Regions from separate parts of the Mus musculus genome. Here regions 1, 2, 3 and 4 are each linked to region 5. Evidence: chromatin contacts called from public HiChIP or PLAC-seq data. All regions are on one chromosome and are shown on one strand. The core of a region is the stretch at or near the end of the contact, and the rest is flanking DNA. Distances in the headings are between cores, read along the strand shown.

Region 1 (3,887 bases), core at 605-3,104, 360 kb after region 5:
CATAGTATCCTGTCTTATGGCGGTGACACCATAGACTACCAATCTCTTCTTGTTCTCAAGTCTTCTATTATAAATACAACTCCCATTTAGAAACAAACAAACATGCAAACAAGCAAAACCCAACCTGTTAAATTCTCGTTTATTCCTTGATTATTTCCTCTGAATAAATTTCTAAGACAGGTTTCTAAGACTTTGGCTATCGAATGCCAAATTGCCCTCTAGAATACTATACCCATTTATATAAACATCTGCAGGCAGTCCAAACATCCCTCTGCTATACCTTTGCCACACTGCATATTAGTGTAAAAAGTACATCTTTGGCCTTTTTGATGGTGGTGGGGGGCAGTGGAAGTAAGCTCAGAACTGCAAACATTGAACAGGAGATGTGGGCAATATAGATTTTTGCAAGGTGTGGCCACTGAAGGACTCAAATCAACAAGGGCATTAGGATGCCTGAGGAAGTTTCTGGAGAGGACAAGACCCTTACACACTGGACTGCTCTGTCAAGGTACACAAAGGCCCAAGGTGAGCCACACAAGAGATGGGGGTTTCCTCACATAGACTCTCAGTGACATTTAATAGGAAGGGAAAGACATCAAAGTTAAGGATGTCTGGTGGGATAAGCCAATTCAGAGCAGGTTTTTGATAGCGGAGTTCCTCTCTACCCATTGCAGGCCAACATCCCTGCCAGCGTTCTGAGAGGGATGCCGTCTGCAATGCTTGCTGAGTTCACTCAGTGTATCTACATCCAGCCAGCCTCTCCATCTGCTTCATTTTCTGTGGCGCATCTAGCTCTTGAGAGGGACACATTTAGAACAACTCTGATGTCATAAGGAGGGGTAGGGGTTAATCTTTCACAGAAAAAGTAAGAATGGAAGGTAGATCAGGGTTTTGCAATGGCTACCATTTGATAATAATATTGCAATTGATAATAATGTTGCAATCGATAATAACATTGTGATCAATAATAATATTCAATTGCAAGGAAAGCCTGGAACAGAGAAGCAAACAATGGGTTTTCAAGAAACTCTAGGAGAGCTAGATACCACATGAGGAATTCTAAGAATGTTTAATCTCTAGGTCTTTTACTGCTGTGTGTAGCTTTATGTGGAGGCACAATAAGACAAGAGGTCGGGCTGGAAAGATGGCTCAGCGGTTAAGAGCACTGACTGCTCTGCCAAAGGTCCTGCGTTCAATTCCCAGCAACCACGTGGTGGCTCACAACCATCTGTGATGGGATCTGATCTGATGCCCTCTTCTGGTGTGTTTGAGGACAGCTACAGTGTACTCAGATACATTAAATAAATAAATAAATAAATAGTCAGAATGAAATAGCCTCCATTCAGCCAGGAAGCTTCTTGCCCAAGAGCAGCCATGGCAATCCCCCTTGGGTTCTGCTTTGTAGCACACAGAGCCTCTGAAGCAGCAGAATACATTTCTAAAAGCCCAAACACACTGCATTCTACAGTGCTTCAGGACGTCTTTAGAATTCCACAGCAAAGAGATAATTATTTAATGAAACTATCTTTTTTTTTGTTTGTTTCTTTTTTTTTTTTTAAAAACAACTGTCAAAGTAACTCACCCTAAAACCAAAAGAGGCGCTTTGAAGTGAAATCAGGGCGCACACACCCAGATCGAAAGGCCTCTAGAGTTTTTAACGTGGGTGGGATCTGAGTTGCTGACACTATGTATCAGGAGAGCAGTGGTTCCCAGCCACCACCGGATGGGTTCTTTTTCAAATGTGTTTCTGCAATCAGTCATTTATCTTAGGTTGTCAGCCTCTGTTCCTGTCTATAGTTCTCAATTCAATGGGCATGCTGGACTGTTAGGATGACCAATAACATTCCAGAAATTTCTGTGATGTCAGCAAATGTAAATCATAATGACTGGTCTGATACACCCAGGGCCAGTGAATGGAGCTGATACCATTCTATTCAAAAGGAAAGAGACTTGACTTTCAGTTAACCCAGTCAACCCAACCATAGATAGGGAGTTGGGCCTTCATGCTATCAAACTTAAGACACGAACCATTATTAACTGATTTTGTAATTGCCTCAGGGGTCCAAGTCTCTGAGAAAAGGAACTTCAACATTTGAATCTTCTGAAAACTTCCAGCTTTTGATAACTGTTGGAAGTTTTAGAATTGACTACTTTTGAATCTCTAAGCTGCACAGCCAGTGGCAGCATTCAAGCTTCTGTTCCCACTGTGTGCCTGTGGCAGACATCTCTAATCCATCACCGCATTCTTTTCCACTGAGCCATGCTCTTAATACAGCACTCCAAGCAACCAATGAATCAGATGCTAAAAACAAAATTAGCTTCCCTTTCCTGCTTGGCCTGCTTTTGTAGGTGATGTGTTCATGAGGCAAGTATGAGAGAGAGGCTCAGAGTTCCCTTAATGAAGACAGCAGATACAGGCAATCAAGGATCTAAGAGGTAGAAATACGTGGGAATAAACATGTGACCTCTCAAAGCTGGACAGATGGCTCAGTGGTTAGGCACACAGATACATTGGGTCCCGAGCAGCACCCATGTCAGTGGCTCACGGCCACGTGTTATTCCAGCTTCAAGGGTCTCATATACAGACACATGCACAAACGTGGACATGTGCACATACGTATAACTTTAAGAAAAATAAATCTTTAAAAATATGACTCCTCTCCCATCCTCAATGACATGACAGTTGATCATCAATGCAAATCTTCATTTTTTGCCTCCTGTGACCGTTTCTGAAGCACGGGTACAAGGATCACACAGAAGGGACCAGAGTGGCTAGAAAAGTACAGAGCAAGAACAAGTCTGGGCTGCGGAAATGTCTAGAGCCATCTTGGGATAATGTGGATGTCACCCCTACATGGCCACAGAGTTCGGGGATCTTGGTCTCATGTAGGTTCCTTGGAGCTTAACTGCTCAGTAAAAAAGGCAATGAAGGCGTTCTCCTGTATCCAAGGCCAAAGAGAAGATAAGTGAAGAAGACAAATGAGCAGGAGGTGGCATGAGGGGAGCACTCAGGATGCTGAGGCAGAGGAGGTTAGTAAGATCAAGGCTAGCTTGTGATATCTGCCTCGGAAAAGAGAGTAACCTTTGTGTGTCTAGGAAGTTATAGAGCAGGAAGATGAAGCTGGCTTGAAAACTCCCCCTGCCTCCATCTGTCTAGCGCTCTTTCTGATGTATGTGAGCTTCTTGCATCGAGATGTAAACAGTGGCAGGCAGTCAATGTGAGGCCAGAAAATTATCTCAAATATTTGGGATAAAATGGAACTTCTTGATGATTTTTTTAAGGGAACATTTTTATTTACAGAAATAATGATGCATTATGAAGCAGGATGCATAATTTACATGACTTTTTTTTTTTTTTTACAAAAGCATGCAAGATTTCAAAGACACTGATATCAGCGGCTGGCTGTTCTGGCCATACCAACTCTGATGTTGTGCTTCATGTCCCACGCTGCTCCTGCGGATGTGGGTAGGTTGATTCTTCAGTAGATTCCCCCTCTTCTCTTCTCCTTCACCTCTTCTTCCTCCTTTTTCTTTTGCATTGTCCTTTATTTTGGGTGGTGGTGTCACCAGTATCCCAGCACCCAAGGCCGCTTGCGTATAAGATTATTTCAGGACTGCAGCTATGGGAAGAGCCAGCTTTCCTGGGTCAATGTAGGGAGGGGTGGGAAGAGATGGAGTCACATCCTGCGCTTAGCCATTATCATTGGGTAAAGATGGACCTGAAGCTGAACTGCTCTGCTCAAGCAGGTATTCCAAGAGACCCAGGTAGGTGTCTTAGTTAGCCCAGTAACGAATCATTGAATAGCTCAGTTTTAGAGACTAAAAGTTGGGATTACTTAAGAGGCCAGAACAGCCAGGTTCTGATGAGAGCTGTCTTCCTAGCGTAT
Region 2 (3,835 bases), core at 1,197-3,696, 400 kb before region 5:
GCTGGACGCAGTTCTCTGCCACATAGAATGACCCTGGAGCTTAATAGCTCTGAGCTTGAGGCCAGCGGGTGGGTAAGTCTCTGGAGTTGATCCTCTGCCTCTCTGGAGTCAATCCTCTGCCGCTAACTGCCACAGAAGCCAAAAGTTCAAGGAGTGTGCATGACACTTACAGCTGCACCCTTCCATCAGGGTGGTCAGTATGCAGGAGGTCTGGAAGGCACAAAGGCAGGCACCGTTCTCACTGCTGTGGTTTGTATCCACACCAGAAGAGGACATCAGATCCCATTACAGATGGTTGGGAGCTACCATGTGGTTGCTGGGAATTGAACTCAGGATCTCTGGAAGAGCAGTCAGTGCCCTTAACCAGTGAGCCATCTCTCCAGCCCCTGGGTTTTTGTTTTTAAGTCTTATTCCCCCCTTTGACATTTATCTACTTCATGCCCCACCCACCCACCCCCACCCACGCTTCTTTTAGGGGCCAGGGAGATAGCTCAGCTGTTAAGAGCACTTGTTTCTTTTGTAGAGGGTTTGATCCCCAGTGCCCACATGGCAGTTCACAACCATCTGTAACTCCAATTCCAGATGATCTGACAGCTTCTTCTGCCTCTTTGAGCACCAGGTACAGACATACACGCAGGCAAAGCATCCATATACGTAAAATTAATGTGAATTAAATCTTTAAAGGGCAACACCTTTTTATACTGTTGGGTCGTCTTTGTGTTTGTTCTTTCTCTTTATTTTTTCCCCAGTCTCCTGCTCTTTTCCCTCAACAGCCTCTCCCTCCTCTTCTTTCTCCTTCTTTCATCCATTGTCTCTCTAGTCTTTCCCTTTCTCTACCCACTGTCTTCATCCCATTCACTCATTCTTCCCACGTGCTCCTTAAATAGCTTTTAACTTCCTAACAGTCTTTTTTATTTATTTTACTCGCTCTGTAGACCAGGCTGGCCTCGAACTCAGAACTCCACCTTGCTCAGCCTCCCGAGTGCTGGAATGAAAGGTGTGCACTAGCTTCACTTCCTAACATTCTAAAGTAGTTTTTAACCATCTTCAGTTCCATGATCATTGGCAATACATTAGCAGGCATTGAAGAAATAAATAAACTCCTAGTCATAGAGGACTCACAAAATCAAGCCAAAAGGACATAAACGATTAAAATGGATTCATAACAATCAACAAGACGGCTCTTACTCCTCACTCCTCTCTCTTTTTGTCTTCTCCTCTCCTCTCTCTCCCTCTTTATTCTCTAGCCTTTCTTCTCTCTCTTTTCTACCTTCTCTCTTTCCCCCTGTCTTTCTATAATAAAGCTCTAAAATCATTTTTTTAAAAAGTCAACAAGACTGAGACAGTAACCAAAAGTTTCCCCAAAAGTCAAAATGTAGCACCAGACTGACTCGTTGCCGAGTTTTATCAAATCTTTAAGGAAGAGGTAATAACCAAGCTCCTTAAACTGTTTCATATGGTATACAGAACACTACCAAGTTCACCCTGCCAAGTCTGCATTACCTTGATATAAAAACTGGTTCAGAGCACACACATTTTTAAAAAAGAAAATTGTCAGCCGTTTTTTCCCCTGATGAACATGGAGACAGAAAAAAAAAATTCTCAATGCAATTCTTGCAAGCCACATTTAAGGGCACGTTAAGATTATGTGTGGTGATTACTGCCTTTAATCCCAGCAAACTTTGTACAACTCCCACTCCCGTGTTAAATACTAACTTCCCGCTCCCAGTCCAAGCCTGCTTTGTTTCAAGCTTCTTATTTTAAGTTGGTGCAGAGGCTGCCCCTGCAGAGCGACTCGAGCTAAAAGCCTGTCATGGGTGCCCCTCCCACCCTGCATCCACTTCACCATTCCAGCATCTGAATGTCTACTCTGCTCCAAAAATACTTTTCAGATGTGTCCTTCCTTTTCCTTCCCCATGCCCCCATCGGAGTCTTTTCAAAGCCTGGAATAAGGCTTCCAGCCCCTGTGGTCCCCTCTGCTATCACAGTAAGTTTCTTAAATATCGAGATTTCCAGACTCTCACCGCCTCCCCTGCATTTTCTCCTCCCACTGCCCACTCCACGCCCCTTCATGCCTGCTGACATCAGCCTGGAAAGTTCCTGATCACATTAATGCTGTGCTTTTCGGAGTGCTCTCCTCTACACCATGACCCAATCTGAGGTCTGTTTTGCTAAGTCCTAGCTCTGCCTCCTCCTCCATAAGCGTTTGCACTACGTAGATGGAAAAAAACAAAACAAAAAAACAAAAAAAAACGTGCGCTGCTTTGCCAGCACACACCCCCACCCCCTTCCTTGGCGAAAGCTGGCGACCAGAGCCCACATTCAAGGTCCGGGGAGCGGAGGCGGGGGGGGGGGGGGGGGTTGTGAGGTCAGGGACTGGGCTAGCCTCCATCTGTGACTGCAAGGTACACCGGCTAGCTTCAGGAGCAGCGCATCCTGATTGGAGCGATGCGTGCAGAGCCCGGTGAGGCCGCTGATTGGCTGCGAGGGGTCAGGCGCTTTGGGCCTGGTGAACGCGAGTGAATCTGGGGCCAATGCTAACCCAGAGTAACCCCGGGAGGGGCCCGCACGCCTGACCCTTGCTTTTCCTCACCCTAGCTGGACCTCTCCCGGGCAGGCACTGGCAGAGGGCCAGGACTGGAGGAAGAGCGTTGCATGTTGCTTCTATTTCAGGCACTCAGCTTAACCTGAGTTGGAGTTTGGTAGGGCTCCATGTACGGTCACCAGGACAGTAATTTATGATGTCACAGGGCTGTGTATGTGTGTTTGGCCGCAGTGGGGTGGGAGGTGCGTTAGTGATCCAGGGAGGTAGCCACACTGCCTGCTCCTGGAAATGGCGAGGTTGGAGGCACGGTTTGAGGCTTTGGCTAAAGCAATCTTGCTACTGGAAGCAGAGCTTCTACTTTACTCCATGGGGTCTGGCCTTCCCCGAAAGCAGAAAGAAAAAAGAAAAAAAAAAGGAGAAATGTTATGGTGAAGGGTGGGTGACACTGTCCATTACTGCTGTTGAAAACTGTTTACTCAAAAAAAAAAAAAGTTAAACAGAATTATTACAGAAGAAATCCCATTCCTGTGTACACAAATCGACAGAGAGCAAATGCTAGAATATACACACACAAATGTGCAGAGCATACTATTCATAGAAGCCGAAAGGGGGGGACAACTCAACTGCTCCCCATAAATACAATGGACTGTTAATCATAATGAGGAGTTAAAAACTGATTTGTGCCAGTGTGAAAATGTTAGGAATCGATCAAAGAAGATAAATCAAAGAAATGACTTAGACACAGATTTAAGCCAGTAGAAAGTCTATTAGCTGGCTGGTACTTACAGACTTGAGCCTTTCTCGGGGTGAGATGTTTGTTTTTAATTATTATTATTATTATTATTATTTTATTTATTTATTTATTTATTTTTTTGGTTTTTCGAGACAGGGTTTCTCTGTGTAGCCCTGGCTGTCCTGGAACTCACTCTGTAGACCAGGCTGGCCTCGAACTCAGAAATCTGCCTGCCTCTGCCTCCCAAGTGCTGGGATTAAAGGCGTGCGCCACTACGCCCGGCTTATGGCATTTTTTTTGTATTTTTTTTTTTTAATATGAGTACACTGTAGCTGTCTTCAGACACACCAGAAGAGGGCATCGGATCCCATTACAGATGACTGTGAGCCACCATGTGGTTGCTGGGAATTGAACTTAGAACCTTGGGCAAAGCGGTCAATGCTCTGAACTGCTGTTCCATCTCTTCAGCTCTCTCAGGGCAAGCTTTTAAGCACACACACACACACACACACACACACACACACACACAATACAAAACATGTCTTTGTTTGACACAT
Region 3 (3,878 bases), core at 1,094-3,593, 290 kb after region 5:
GGGACACCCGTATATTATGCCTGCCTCTCCCTCCCTCCCTCCCTCCCTCCCTCTCCCTCTCTCTCTCTCTCTCTCTCTCTCTCTCTCTCTCTCCCTCCTTCCCTTTCTTCACTTTGTATCCTGATGGAAGCTCTCCCTTCTCCTCCCAGTCCCACCCTCCCACTCCTTCCCCATTGTCCCCTCCCCTTCTACCCATGGGTACCAACCCGTCCTGGCCCATCATATAATTGTTCTTTATGACATACATGCAGGCAAGACACCCATACACATGAGATAAAATAAAAATAACAGGGCTAAAAATTGAGAATTCCTGTGCTTTCTCCTGAACCCGTGGAGCCAGTGTTGTAGGACCCAGGAGTACTCTGTTTCTCATTTTTGCAAAACATACGTAATATAAAGTGTTACCACGTAAATTATTTCCGAGTGCACAATTCAGTGGTTTTAGGCACATTGATGTTGTGTCACCAGCCATCACTGTCACGTTACTGAGACTGTGGCTTTGCAACAGTGCTTTCCCAGGGTCCTCTGTCTGCAGCCGTTGGCAATGACGATGTCCATTCCAGGTATCTCAGGAAAGTGGAACTGATTTGCCACTCCCAGCCTGCTTTATATCACTTAGCAAAGTGTTCTCGGTGCTCCTGTACATTGTAGTATGTGTTTTGGGTTTCTACTCCTTAGGGCTGGGTAATTTGCCACCGTGGGCACATAACTGCCCTTTGCTTGGCTTGTTAATGCTTTGATGGGCATCGGCCTGCTCCTGCTTGTTTTGAATGATGTTGTAATGACGTTATATGTGTACACATTTGCTTGAGTCTCCGCTTTCGACTCTTTTGGCAATATGGCACACCTACATTTTCAGGGCCACGTGGTATTTCTAAGTTCAGCTTTTTAAGGATCCGTCATACTGGTTAACTTAGTAGCTGTATCTTTTTACAGTCCCACCAACAATGTATTAAGCGTGAGCACCCCAGTCTCTGCATACCTTCCTTTTGAGACAGGACCTCATTATTTGTTTGTTTAACTTACTAAAGAGGTACGTTTGTTTTTAACCAATTAATTAATTAGTATGTGTGTGTGTGTGTGTGTGTATGTGGTGTCTGTAATGTGTATGTATGTGTGTATATGTATGTGGCGTGTGTATATGTGGTATGTATGTATATGTATGTCTGTGTATGTGTTTGTGGTGTGTATGTGTATGAATGTGTATGTATTCATGTGTATCAGTGTATGTATATGTGTATATCTATGTGTATATGTGTATGTATGTGTATATATATATATATGTGTGTATGTGTGTAGGTGTGTATAGTGTATATGTGCATGTCTGTGTGTAAGTGAATATGTGTGTATATGTATATATGTGTGTATATGTGTATGTGTGTATATGTGAATGTATGTATATATATGTGTGTGTGTATATGTGTGTATAGTGTATGTGTGTATGTATATGTGCATGTCTGTGTATAAGAAATATGTGTATATATGCGTGTATATGTGTGTATATGTATATATGTGTGTATATGTGTATATATATATGTATGTATGTTGTATGTGATCAGACTCTACTCATTTGTGGTCCTGGGGATTAGAACTCAGATGCTCCTGCTTGGTTAGCAGTGCTCTTAACTGCTATGTGATCTCTCCAGCCCCTGGTCTCACTTATTTAGACAAAACTGGCCTTGAACTTGCAGCAATCACTCTGCCTCAGCTTTCACCCTCCCTAATCTGCCACACACACCCCTTGACTGGTGTGAGATAGCCCCATCTTCAGCTTTAACAGGATCCTCACCATGATTGCTGCCCACACCAGGACTGTAGCCATGTCAGCAGCCGGAAGTGAAGAGCAGGGAGCCCTGGAAATCTGAAACGCCAGCCAGGGATTTGGCCAACATCATCAGTCAGTCAGAGGTTGAGAAGGTAAAACATGCATTAGTTCCTCACAGAAAGCAGCTTTAGTCTGTCTGTCTGTCTTTTTTTCTCTCGTTCTTTCTTCCTCTACATTTTAGGAGTATAGTCTGAAACCGTTGACTTAAATGGCCTTAGGCTTACCAAGTGAGAATCTGGGACACTGAGACAGGCAATCAGAGAATACAGCTTGGGATATGGGCAGCCACTCTGGGTTAGATCAAAGAAATGGGCAAATCCTGCTTCCCCACAGCAGCCTTCGTCAATATTTGAAACAACAATAACTTTTAGATGTAAAGCATACAAAGGAGAACCTTGTGTTTCTTTCTGAAGAGCCTGTGTTCCTCCCCAGCCAGCAGGAGGCTTCCATCTTGGCTTGTTTTCTGGACGGGAAACAGTGCCCAAGGCTTTCTAGTGGTGAATGTGTGCCCCCTGGTGGTCACTTTCTGTAACACTGACGCCACCCAAGGGCAGTGACTCAGCTTTAACTCATCTTGAGTGGGAATGGAGAGGACTTCGAAGTGCTCTCTCTCTCTCTCTCTCTCTCTCTCTCTCTCTCTCTCTCTCTCTCTCTCTCTCTCTCGATTTTCTGTGGAAATTTGCATGCTGGTGGTACTTCCTGGAACACAGGGGGAACATCAACTTTTTTTAGTGCTTCCATACCTCAGCATGTTCTGCCCAACACTGTCAGGTGGGGCAGGTATGGAACACTAAGCCACATGTAGTTAGTATTTGGCGTCTGCTGGAGCCTACATTAACCCCTCTCTTGATTGGTGTCTGGAGGCCGCACTGGAGATGCTCGGGTGTAGGCAGTGTCTGTCCTTTCTGTGTCTACACTGTTTCTCTCTGGGAGCCTTTGATCCTGCAGGGTGGTGAGGGTCTGTCTATCCACGCAGCCCTTCCTCCTTTGCCTTGTTAGAAAACGCTGCCTGCGCCTCAGAGAGTGCTGCTTAACTCAAGGTTGCCTCTTTCTCTGATCCCTGACTGCTCTGAAGGGAGAAGCGTTCCTTTGCCATAATATTGCCCTTGCTATAGGCTAAAGAGCAAGGGAAACAGCTAGTTACGGAGGGAGCGTTTGAGACTATGAATCAAAATACGTTTCTCCTTTCAAAATAAACAAATTAACAAACCTAAGATTATATATATTCCTCCAAGCCTAAAATGCAACATTTCCCACAATATATAAGCAATTTAATGTTACCTATAACAATTAAATATAAATAATTATATATAATTAAATATATTTAACCAGTTAAACGTTAAAATTAGAAACTACTTTGCCATCAATGTTAAAGAAACCTTGCTCCCTCCATTTCCTCAGCACGGTGGAACCTCTGAGTGGTGATCACCCTCTGAAAAGGTAAAAAGGGTAGGACCCAGGGGAGCCTTCTTTCCGACACACAAGACAGGGGCCTAAATGCAAACCACCATGGTCGGTGAACACACCACGGATTTTCATGAGAGGACCTGTTTCTCACTGACTTATAAGTGAGTCACATTTCCCCCCCAATGAAAAACAACCTAATACCTTACCATGCTTATTTCAATGCTAACGGAAGACATCATGGCCTGAAGCCTCCCAGTAGCAATGGCTATGTCACTGGATGTTAGCTGGTGGCCTCTGAGTTACCAACAGCCCTGCATTAAGGTTCTGACCTCGCCTGTGCACATACTCACTAGTCACAGTGTAAAAACCACAAACATCCGGTAGCTGACCGAATTTCTCCAGCACCTTGGACTTCTGAGGTAGGAATGTGCTTTTGGTAGGTGTGGAGCCCGTAGAGTCCACGGACATTACAGAAAGCCTCCTGGGAGCCAGTCATCCCGTCACCCCTTGGCTCACTGAAGGTCCTGCGAGGTAGGTACTAAGATCTCACTGTATTCACAAGGAGCGTGAGGTTCAGGTGGGTCCAATTTACTCACCCACAGCCAAGCTGGGGAACTTCTGCCCAAGACAATTTGCTATCTTGCTT
Region 4 (3,583 bases), core at 346-2,845, 420 kb after region 5:
GGTATCTAACGTGCAAGGTCTGGCTGGGAGGTCATCCCGGCTTCAAAGCTGCCCCTCTGCTGTAGTCATATTGTCAACGTCCTGAAAATTGAACATGAATTACTGAGAAATCTTTCCAGGATCTAGTGAGTAGTTTCCTGTTGGTTGATTGCACCAGTCTGAGTTAAGGAGGAAGAAGGAAGATGGTGATCTCTGAGTGTCCACTGCTTAAGTCAGTGTCTTGCCCTCCTGTCTTCTCTACAGCCAAGCAGGTCGAGTATTTGGTCAACGAGAAGCATATCTATCTCCTGCCGAGTGGTCGGATCAACATGTGCGGCTTGACCACCAAGAACCTAGATTACGTCGCTACCTCCATCCATGAAGCCGTCACCAAAATCCAGTGAAGAAACACCTCGTAGTTCACGCCACCAAAGCAGTTCTTGTCACACCTTTCCTGCCTGCGCAAACCTAGCTGTACCTAGCTGTACACGTCCTTTATTAGAGATGACCGAGGGGAAGCAGCTGCTGTTTAGCTGACCCCCCACATGAGAAGACGTTTCTTGAAATGAGCCCCGGGGGCTCTGGGGTTAGAGCCTGTTGGAAACCAGAGTAGATTAAAGTTATTTAAGAATAAAAAGAACTTTGGCTATGAGATGTAATCACCTTGCCTTCCTCTCTAGCATTCTGCAGGAGTGATGCCCACGGAGCCTTGGGCTTCTGCGTGTTGCCTGACTGTACAAAAGTCTAGTCTCAAAGATCAAGTTGGTCTGAGGAGCCGGATGTGACTGTGGGTGTTGGCTGGGGCATTAAAACTCATCATCGCCACCCATCTCTGTCTCTCGTCACCCTGATCTCCCCGCACGGTTGTGTCCCTGGTCTGGAACATTAGTTTTTTTAAGGCAACTGTGGCCAATATTTATATCATGACATACAAATGGATTTACGTATTTGACTGAAATGAAAGTTCCACTAAACGGTATTTGCTCTTGTGATATGTGGCACATTGTGATATTTTCTTAGTCTGTTCTGTTTTATTTAAAAAATAAAACTGCTGATCAAGACAAGTGAAATGGAGTTTGTGATCCATTCATGAGTTGCCACCCACAGTTTAGAATGAAGTCTTTAGAGGGGTTCACTGATGGCAAAGGTAAAGGAAAAAACAAAATGTGTTCATGAAACTGGAAGTTCAAGTAGGATCCAGGCTGTAAGTCCATGTTGCTTTTGTAGGTTTATCGTTCAGACACCAGCCATTTTCTTAAGAAACTAGGATGATATCATTTAGAGGGATTCTAGAATACCAGCTCTTTCCGTCACCGCTGGAGCTGCTATGTCCCTAGTGTATTGAAAACATTACAGCTGCTTAAACATCACAAGTTCCAGAGTCCCTGAACTCTGGGAAAAGGGTGGGTCTGGAAAAATTGGTAGGGCTATGCCTTACTTTAAGCAACAGAGTAACCACTTTTCAAAATATTTAAGAGTAGCTTTTCAGAATTTCCCAGGACTCCCTTGAGGTATAAAAATCCCACGATTTTTAAAGATGGTCGGCTCCAGAAGTCACCAGGTCTAGCCTGGCTACCGCAGTGAAACAGTCTGCTTGCTTCCTGTTGTCTCTGACTCACCCCCTTTCCTCTGGGTGTGGTACGGAATTCTTTCCAAGCTTACCAAGACACCCTGTTCTGTTAGTAGGGCCTTTTAGTTTAAAAAAAGACCTTTGACCTTGAGCCAGAATTTGGACTGTTGCTGTCATTCTGCCGTCATTCCTCATTCCTTTCTTTGAATCAGTCTGTTGGTACTGAAACAGTCTGGCTTCCTGCCTTCGGAGAGGAACGGTGGTTATCCCTGGTCTGGCTTTCCTTTGCAAAGCCCTCCGCCCTTGCAGATCCTACCATCTGGCTGGGCTGACTCTCTGTAGGTGCCCCAGGCTGCTGGGTGTGGACGAGGTAAAGGTTATTAGACGTTAGCTTGCAGCTTGTTTCCATTTGTATCCTTTATTGAGGTTTGTTCTTTCAGCTCTAGGATGCTGCCTTCCCTGGAAGAGTTTCTTGCATTCTCCCTAGGGGTGGCTTAAGCCATCAGACTCCAGTACCTCTGATGGGGACAGACTTGGTTGTTGTGAGCAAAAGAGCATTGCTTGTTGCTCTTGCAGAGGACTGGGGTTCTGTTTCTAGCACCCACATGAAACCACAACTGCCCGGAATTCCAGATCAAGGGGATCTGACGCCCTCTTCTGGCTTCCAGGGGTACCTACATATGCTAAGGCATACACATAAATAAATCTTAAAAAACAATTTTGATCAATGTGGCCCTCCAAAATGTCCTACCCAGTAACCACCCCCCACCTTTTTTTTTTTTTTTTTTTTTTTTGAGACAGGGTCTCTCTGTGTATCCCTGACTGTCCTGGAACTCACTCTGTAAACCAGGCTGGCCTTAAACTCAGAAATCTGCCTGCCTCTGCCTCCCGTGCTGGGATTAAAGGTGTGCGCCACCACTGACTGGCTCCCCAGTAAACTCTTACTAGGGCATACTTTTCTTGTTAGGGAAAGAGAATTTTTCTTCTAGTTTTTTATTTTTAAATTTATTTTATAAAAATTTATTTATTAGAAAAATTTCTAATTTTTCTTCTAGGGGGAGTGCCAAAACTATTTAAATTAAGGAAACAACTTTAAGTCTCAATGCCAGTACCAACATGCTAAAAAAGTTTTTAGTATTTTAAAGAAAAAAAAAAAAGATGAAGTGGGACAAATTGGTTAGCGTGTCCTGTACTGTGTCTGGGGTTCTGTGGATGTTTGGGGGACACTGCAAGAGCTCTCAGATGTGGGTGCATGGTAGACTTCAGAGGTGGGCAAACAGAAAACTCCAACTTGCCAAAACTTCAATCAAGTTGTCCAAAGGCATCAGCGCCTTTGAGAGGCAGTTTTGAGAAATGAGTTAAGCAGCCTTTATTACACCACCTGCTAAGTGTAGCCCAGAGAAAACAGCCTTTAGCGTATTAAGGAAAGAATAGCCCCGATTGGGTCTCCAGAGAAGAATCCTGTATTGTTCCAGCATAACCCTCTAATGGTCTTGTTACACTGCTTGCAAGCTGCCTGGCTGGTCCGCCTTCTGGAGCCAGCTAACTGCACACGGAACCTCTGGCCCACTGCTTTCTTGTTCCTGCCTCTAGCCTTTGCGTAGGAACCACTGGAATGGGGCCATCTTGATGTTCCAGAAGGTCCGAGAAAGCCAGCAGAGTCTCAGGGGTGTAGGGTCTGGCCTCCAACATCCTGGTCTTTTCTCATGGTCACATGGGTTCAGCAGCCACTGGCCCTTCTCAGTATCCTCTTAATACCCCCTTGTCTCCACTTACATCCAGTCTTAGGTTTACTTCCCTCTTCTGCCGTTCATTCCTATAAAAATCCGACTCACCTGACTTCCCAAAGCAAAGTCTACCTGAAGTACCCGAACTTTGCTGTAACCTTACCTCAGCCTCGCACCTGCCTCAAGGGTAGTTAGTGCCCTGCAGGCAGGTGGGCCACACAGGTGAGATGTTGACACCTGTGCATTGTCTGACACGCATCTCAAATGAAACCATTTTCAAACTCCAGAATCCCATGGGCAAGCAAAG
Region 5 (3,555 bases), core at 782-3,281:
CCATGATCTCAGATCTTTAACAATGTGTTAAGACTTGTGGCTGTGTTGCTTATTAAAACAATCCGTCTCCCAGGCCTTAGTTTGCATTCCATCACGTTTTATAACATGTTAAACACGTTGCTTTTTCTATTGTGATCAATGAATATTACATACGCTTTACCATTTTGAACATTTTAAGTGTACAGTTTCATACCACTAATTTGCTACCATAAGTAGCGTTCTGCCTCCAGAACTTTCTCATATTCCCCAACTGAGCAGCCATAGTTCCCCAACAGAATGCTAGTTCTCTAGCCTTTCCTCTGTCTCTGTGGCTCCGGCTGCACCGAGTACTTCATCTGAGTGGAATCTGGCAGTGTCTGTCCCTGTGTCTGCTGGTCTCACAAAGCATAGCATCTTCAAGGTTGATCCGTGTGGCATTAATGTGTTACTGCTCTTTTTCCTTTTAAAAGGGTCAGATAAGGGTCAGTATGTGTTTCATGGCATGTTGTAAATCTTATTTCTGAATAAATATATATACAATATATATTATATATATGTATGTGTGTGTGTATATATATATATATTTGTTTGTTTTTTTTTGTTTTTCGAGACAGGGTTTCTCTGTGTAGCTCTGGCTGTCCTGGAACTCACTCTATAGACCAGGCTGGCCTCGAACTCAGAAATCTGCCTGCCTCCGCCTCCCGAATGCTGGGATTAAATGTGTGCACCACCACGCCCAGTTTTTTTTTTTCTGAATGTTTTTATAATTTTACATTTATAGCATTAACTTTCACATACTCAGGGCTGGAGGGATGGCTCAGAGGTTAAGAGCACCGGCTGCTCTTCCTGAGGATCGGGGTTCACTGCCCAGTGTCCACGTGGCAGCTCCCAACCATCTGTAACTCCAGTCCCGGGGGACCCACTTTCTTCTGGGCTGTGGTGCACATGTGGTGCACAGACAGACAAGCTGGGAATGCACACACATGAAATAGAGACTTGTCTTATGTTCCCTGATTATTAGAGTCACACACAGGAGTGGCATATTTAGTCCAATGTTTTTATCCAGAGAGACCCACGCTAGCCTTGAGTAATTCCTACCTTGTCTCCCTAAAATACTGTTATGCGTACTGTACCTTAAAGACTGGCTTACACACATTCCTTTCTTTTGTCCTCCTCCCTAAATAGGTAGCTTTTAGTGCTGTAACAGTTAAACTCTATAGCTGTTGAGTCTGGGTGAATTGCTGGGATCTGAGCCTTGCTGACCACAGTGTGGTGGATGGTGCAGGCTCCTGGCTCATGTGGCATGGTGTACACTCAGGTGGTAGCTTTCTTAGTGTCCTTGGGCTAATCAGAACAAGAAGTTCTGGGCACCCACGCTTGACCTGGAGGGCTCACACTGTCCCCTCCCCCTTACCTCCTCACCGCCTATCCCTAGCCCCTGTTAGACCTAGACAAACTAGAGACTGAAACTATTTACGCCAGAGATGGCTGGTTTACCGTTAGGTGAGCAGAACTACGGGCTGAGGTATAAGTGGTTTCAGATATTCCAACCCGCTTCCGGCAGTTACCTAACTCTTCCTGTGCCTGCGTTGCTGCCCGCCTGCAGACAAATGGTCAGACGCCACTTCCTTCACAAACTCTTTTGGAGTTTACCTTCCAAAAGGTGTTGAAGAATCATTGTTCTGCGGATATTTATGTTTCAACTCTTTAGAGGAAGAAATGGGCACTCGCTAGTAGGGAAGGGTGGGGCTCTACATCTTGATATCCCTGGCAGCACGCTGTATTTGGACAGTAATCTCCCAGCTTTTCCTCAGCTCATCTGTCCTGTAGTTTCTTCTGCAAACTTCCATCTGGACTTGGGACAGCTTACAGAAGCCACTAGTGGTTAAGTTCCGACACACACTCGAAGGCTTCTAGATAGCCCGAGCATGGGTGACAATGGGTGCTTCTTAGAAAGTGTACAAGGCGGGATCAACTCTGGGAGTGTGCGTCACCTGAGTTAAGTGGGAGACGTCAAGCCCCGCCTCCTCACTGCACACATGAATCACACGGACCTGTGGAGTCTGAGCCCTTCTAGGGTGTGTGTCCCTTGGGATTATAGACTCATTCCTGCAGAGTAGGAGGTCAGTAAAAGACTTGATTGAGCCAGAGTCTCCTCAGCATTTGTGAGTCATCCCCCCCCACCCCCCACTGTGAAAAGGAGTCAAGAGGAATTCTTAACTCTTTCAGCTCACGAGGCCAAAGAGCAAGAACTCAGTGGGTCGAGGCCCCTTCCTTATCTCACAGCTCAGAGGAGGAGCCGTGCATTCGGTCAGACAGTGAGAACTTTGAGAAAATGTACGGGAAAATTATGTCCATCTTGGCCCAACCCTGAGGACTTGTCTTAATAATGTAGATGGCTAAGAGATTTGCCAAATATTATGCTTGGATTTCTGCTTTAAACAAACAAACAAACAAACAAACCTACCCTTCTGTAGAAATCTGACATCTGGCAATTTCAGATGCCTGGAAGACAGCCAGAAAATAAGAAAGGGGCCTTAGAGTTTGTGAAGTGTTGAGCCCCCAGTGCCCACATGTGTCCCTTACCTCTGCAGAGGATGCTAGCCTACCATCCAGAGGTGGTCCGCTTTTATCTATCTGGGAACTCTTAGTAATGGTTGGTGCTGTAGACTGTGAACTAGAAGTTGGGTTGAATTGGGCACGGGGTCGCACACCCTTAGCCCTGACACTTGCGAGTCAGAAGTTGGTGGGTCTTTATGAGTCCAAGGCTAGCCTGGTCTACATAATGAGTTTCACCTAGGACTACACAGTAAGACTCTGTCTCAAAAAAATAAAAATGTAGGGTAGAAAAACTGACTGGGTGGGGTAGCTTAGAAGATAATTCAGAGGTTAAAAGCACTGGCTGCTCGTCCTCTTGCTCACCCAAGATTAATCCCAGCACCCACATAGCAGCTCACAACCATCTGTAACTCCAGTCCCAGGAGACCTGCCATCCTTTTTGGTAGATGCCCAGGTACACACGTGACATACATACAGGCAAAACACCCATATGCATAAGATAAAACTATGTGAATCTTTTTTTTTTAATGAAGCTGATGGATGAGACCGGCTGACCTGGAAGCAGGGCAGCACCAAGAAAGGCCTGAGGCTCTGTAACTGTCTAGGGCTGCAGCTGTGGTTAAACGCAGCACAGTACTGTATGTACTGAACTGGCTTCCAGCAGCCCGAGTAAATCACATTAACTCGGGATCTTTGGACGACGTCAAGAAGGCACAAGGCGTGTCTTACTCTTGGGTGCTGGGATTGACAGGCCCGTGCCCTCACACTTGGCCCTGTGTGCCTGCTTAAAAACCTGGTCACAATTAGATTAACCACGTTGAAATAAGGTCTGAAGTGTTTATACTTGAAGACAGTTTCTTCTCTGGTGGCCAATGACACAGATTTGAACTTGTAGTTAGCTATAGAAATGGTTTTTAATAAGCTAATGTTTAATGAGAAGCTGTAACTGCCAGTTATGTGCCTGTCATGTCCTCGGCTGGTTCACACAGCATCCTGGGCAAGGCTTTGGGGACAGAC

Evidence for each region. HiChIP or PLAC-seq counts read pairs in DNA pulled down with a chosen protein or histone mark.
Region 1: a FOXA1 HiChIP or PLAC-seq map of pancreatic cancer cells shows a contact between it and region 5. The contact joins two enhancer-like sites. A contact is called at or near these places in 3 of 39 promoter capture datasets (embryonic stem cells, liver and pre-B cells) and 1 of 115 datasets of contacts at active chromatin or transcription factors (pancreatic cancer cells).
Region 2: an HNF4G HiChIP or PLAC-seq map of pancreatic cancer cells shows a contact between it and region 5. The contact joins two enhancer-like sites. A contact is called at or near these places in 1 of 39 promoter capture datasets (cranial neural crest) and 2 of 115 datasets of contacts at active chromatin or transcription factors (embryonic stem cells and pancreatic cancer cells).
Region 3: a FOXA1 HiChIP or PLAC-seq map of pancreatic cancer cells shows a contact between it and region 5. The contact joins two enhancer-like sites. A contact is called at or near these places in 3 of 39 promoter capture datasets (liver, pre-B cells and stem cell-derived epiblast-like cells), 1 of 115 datasets of contacts at active chromatin or transcription factors (pancreatic cancer cells) and 1 of 9 other capture datasets (adipose tissue).
Region 4: an HNF4G HiChIP or PLAC-seq map of pancreatic cancer cells shows a contact between it and region 5. The contact joins two enhancer-like sites. A contact is called at or near these places in 1 of 39 promoter capture datasets (pre-B cells) and 2 of 115 datasets of contacts at active chromatin or transcription factors (embryonic stem cells and pancreatic cancer cells).

Annotation. Positions count from the first base shown.
Region 1 is chr19:43,558,853-43,562,739 of GRCm38.p6, reverse strand. Gm34636 (a long non-coding RNA gene) reads left to right here. Exons shown (of 3, transcript XR_877867.2): 2 at 3,367-3,466. Among named protein-coding and RNA genes, the nearest start is that of Gm34636, 8.2 kb to the left of the region's middle. Within about 2 kb of position 1,854, at least 24 of the 459 cell types and tissues checked have an H3K27ac peak or open chromatin away from gene starts, as enhancers often do. A contact at or near this core is called in pancreatic cancer cells, where this site is marked.
Region 2 is chr19:44,313,307-44,317,141 of GRCm38.p6, reverse strand. No RefSeq gene overlaps it. Among named protein-coding and RNA genes, the nearest start is that of Mir5114, 12 kb to the right of the region's middle. Within about 2 kb of position 2,446, at least 328 of the 459 cell types and tissues checked have an H3K27ac peak or open chromatin away from gene starts, as enhancers often do. A contact at or near this core is called in pancreatic cancer cells, where this site is marked.
Region 3 is chr19:43,629,521-43,633,398 of GRCm38.p6, reverse strand. All of the region lies in intron 1 of Gm34922 (a long non-coding RNA gene), which reads right to left. Among named protein-coding and RNA genes, the nearest start is that of Gm4311, 11 kb to the left of the region's middle. Within about 2 kb of position 2,343, at least 50 of the 459 cell types and tissues checked have an H3K27ac peak or open chromatin away from gene starts, as enhancers often do. A contact at or near this core is called in pancreatic cancer cells, where this site is marked.
Region 4 is chr19:43,497,218-43,500,800 of GRCm38.p6, reverse strand. Got1 (glutamic-oxaloacetic transaminase 1, soluble) reads left to right here. Exons shown (of 9, transcript NM_010324.2): 9 at 244-1,049. The coding sequence ends at 383. Among named protein-coding and RNA genes, the nearest start is that of Got1, 26 kb to the left of the region's middle. Within about 2 kb of position 1,595, at least 88 of the 459 cell types and tissues checked have an H3K27ac peak or open chromatin away from gene starts, as enhancers often do. A contact at or near this core is called in pancreatic cancer cells, where this site is marked.
Region 5 is chr19:43,915,292-43,918,846 of GRCm38.p6, reverse strand. All of the region lies in intron 1 of Dnmbp (dynamin binding protein), which reads left to right. Among named protein-coding and RNA genes, the nearest start is that of Gm50217, 3.8 kb to the left of the region's middle. Within about 2 kb of position 2,031, at least 186 of the 459 cell types and tissues checked have an H3K27ac peak or open chromatin away from gene starts, as enhancers often do. A contact at or near this core is called in pancreatic cancer cells, where this site is marked.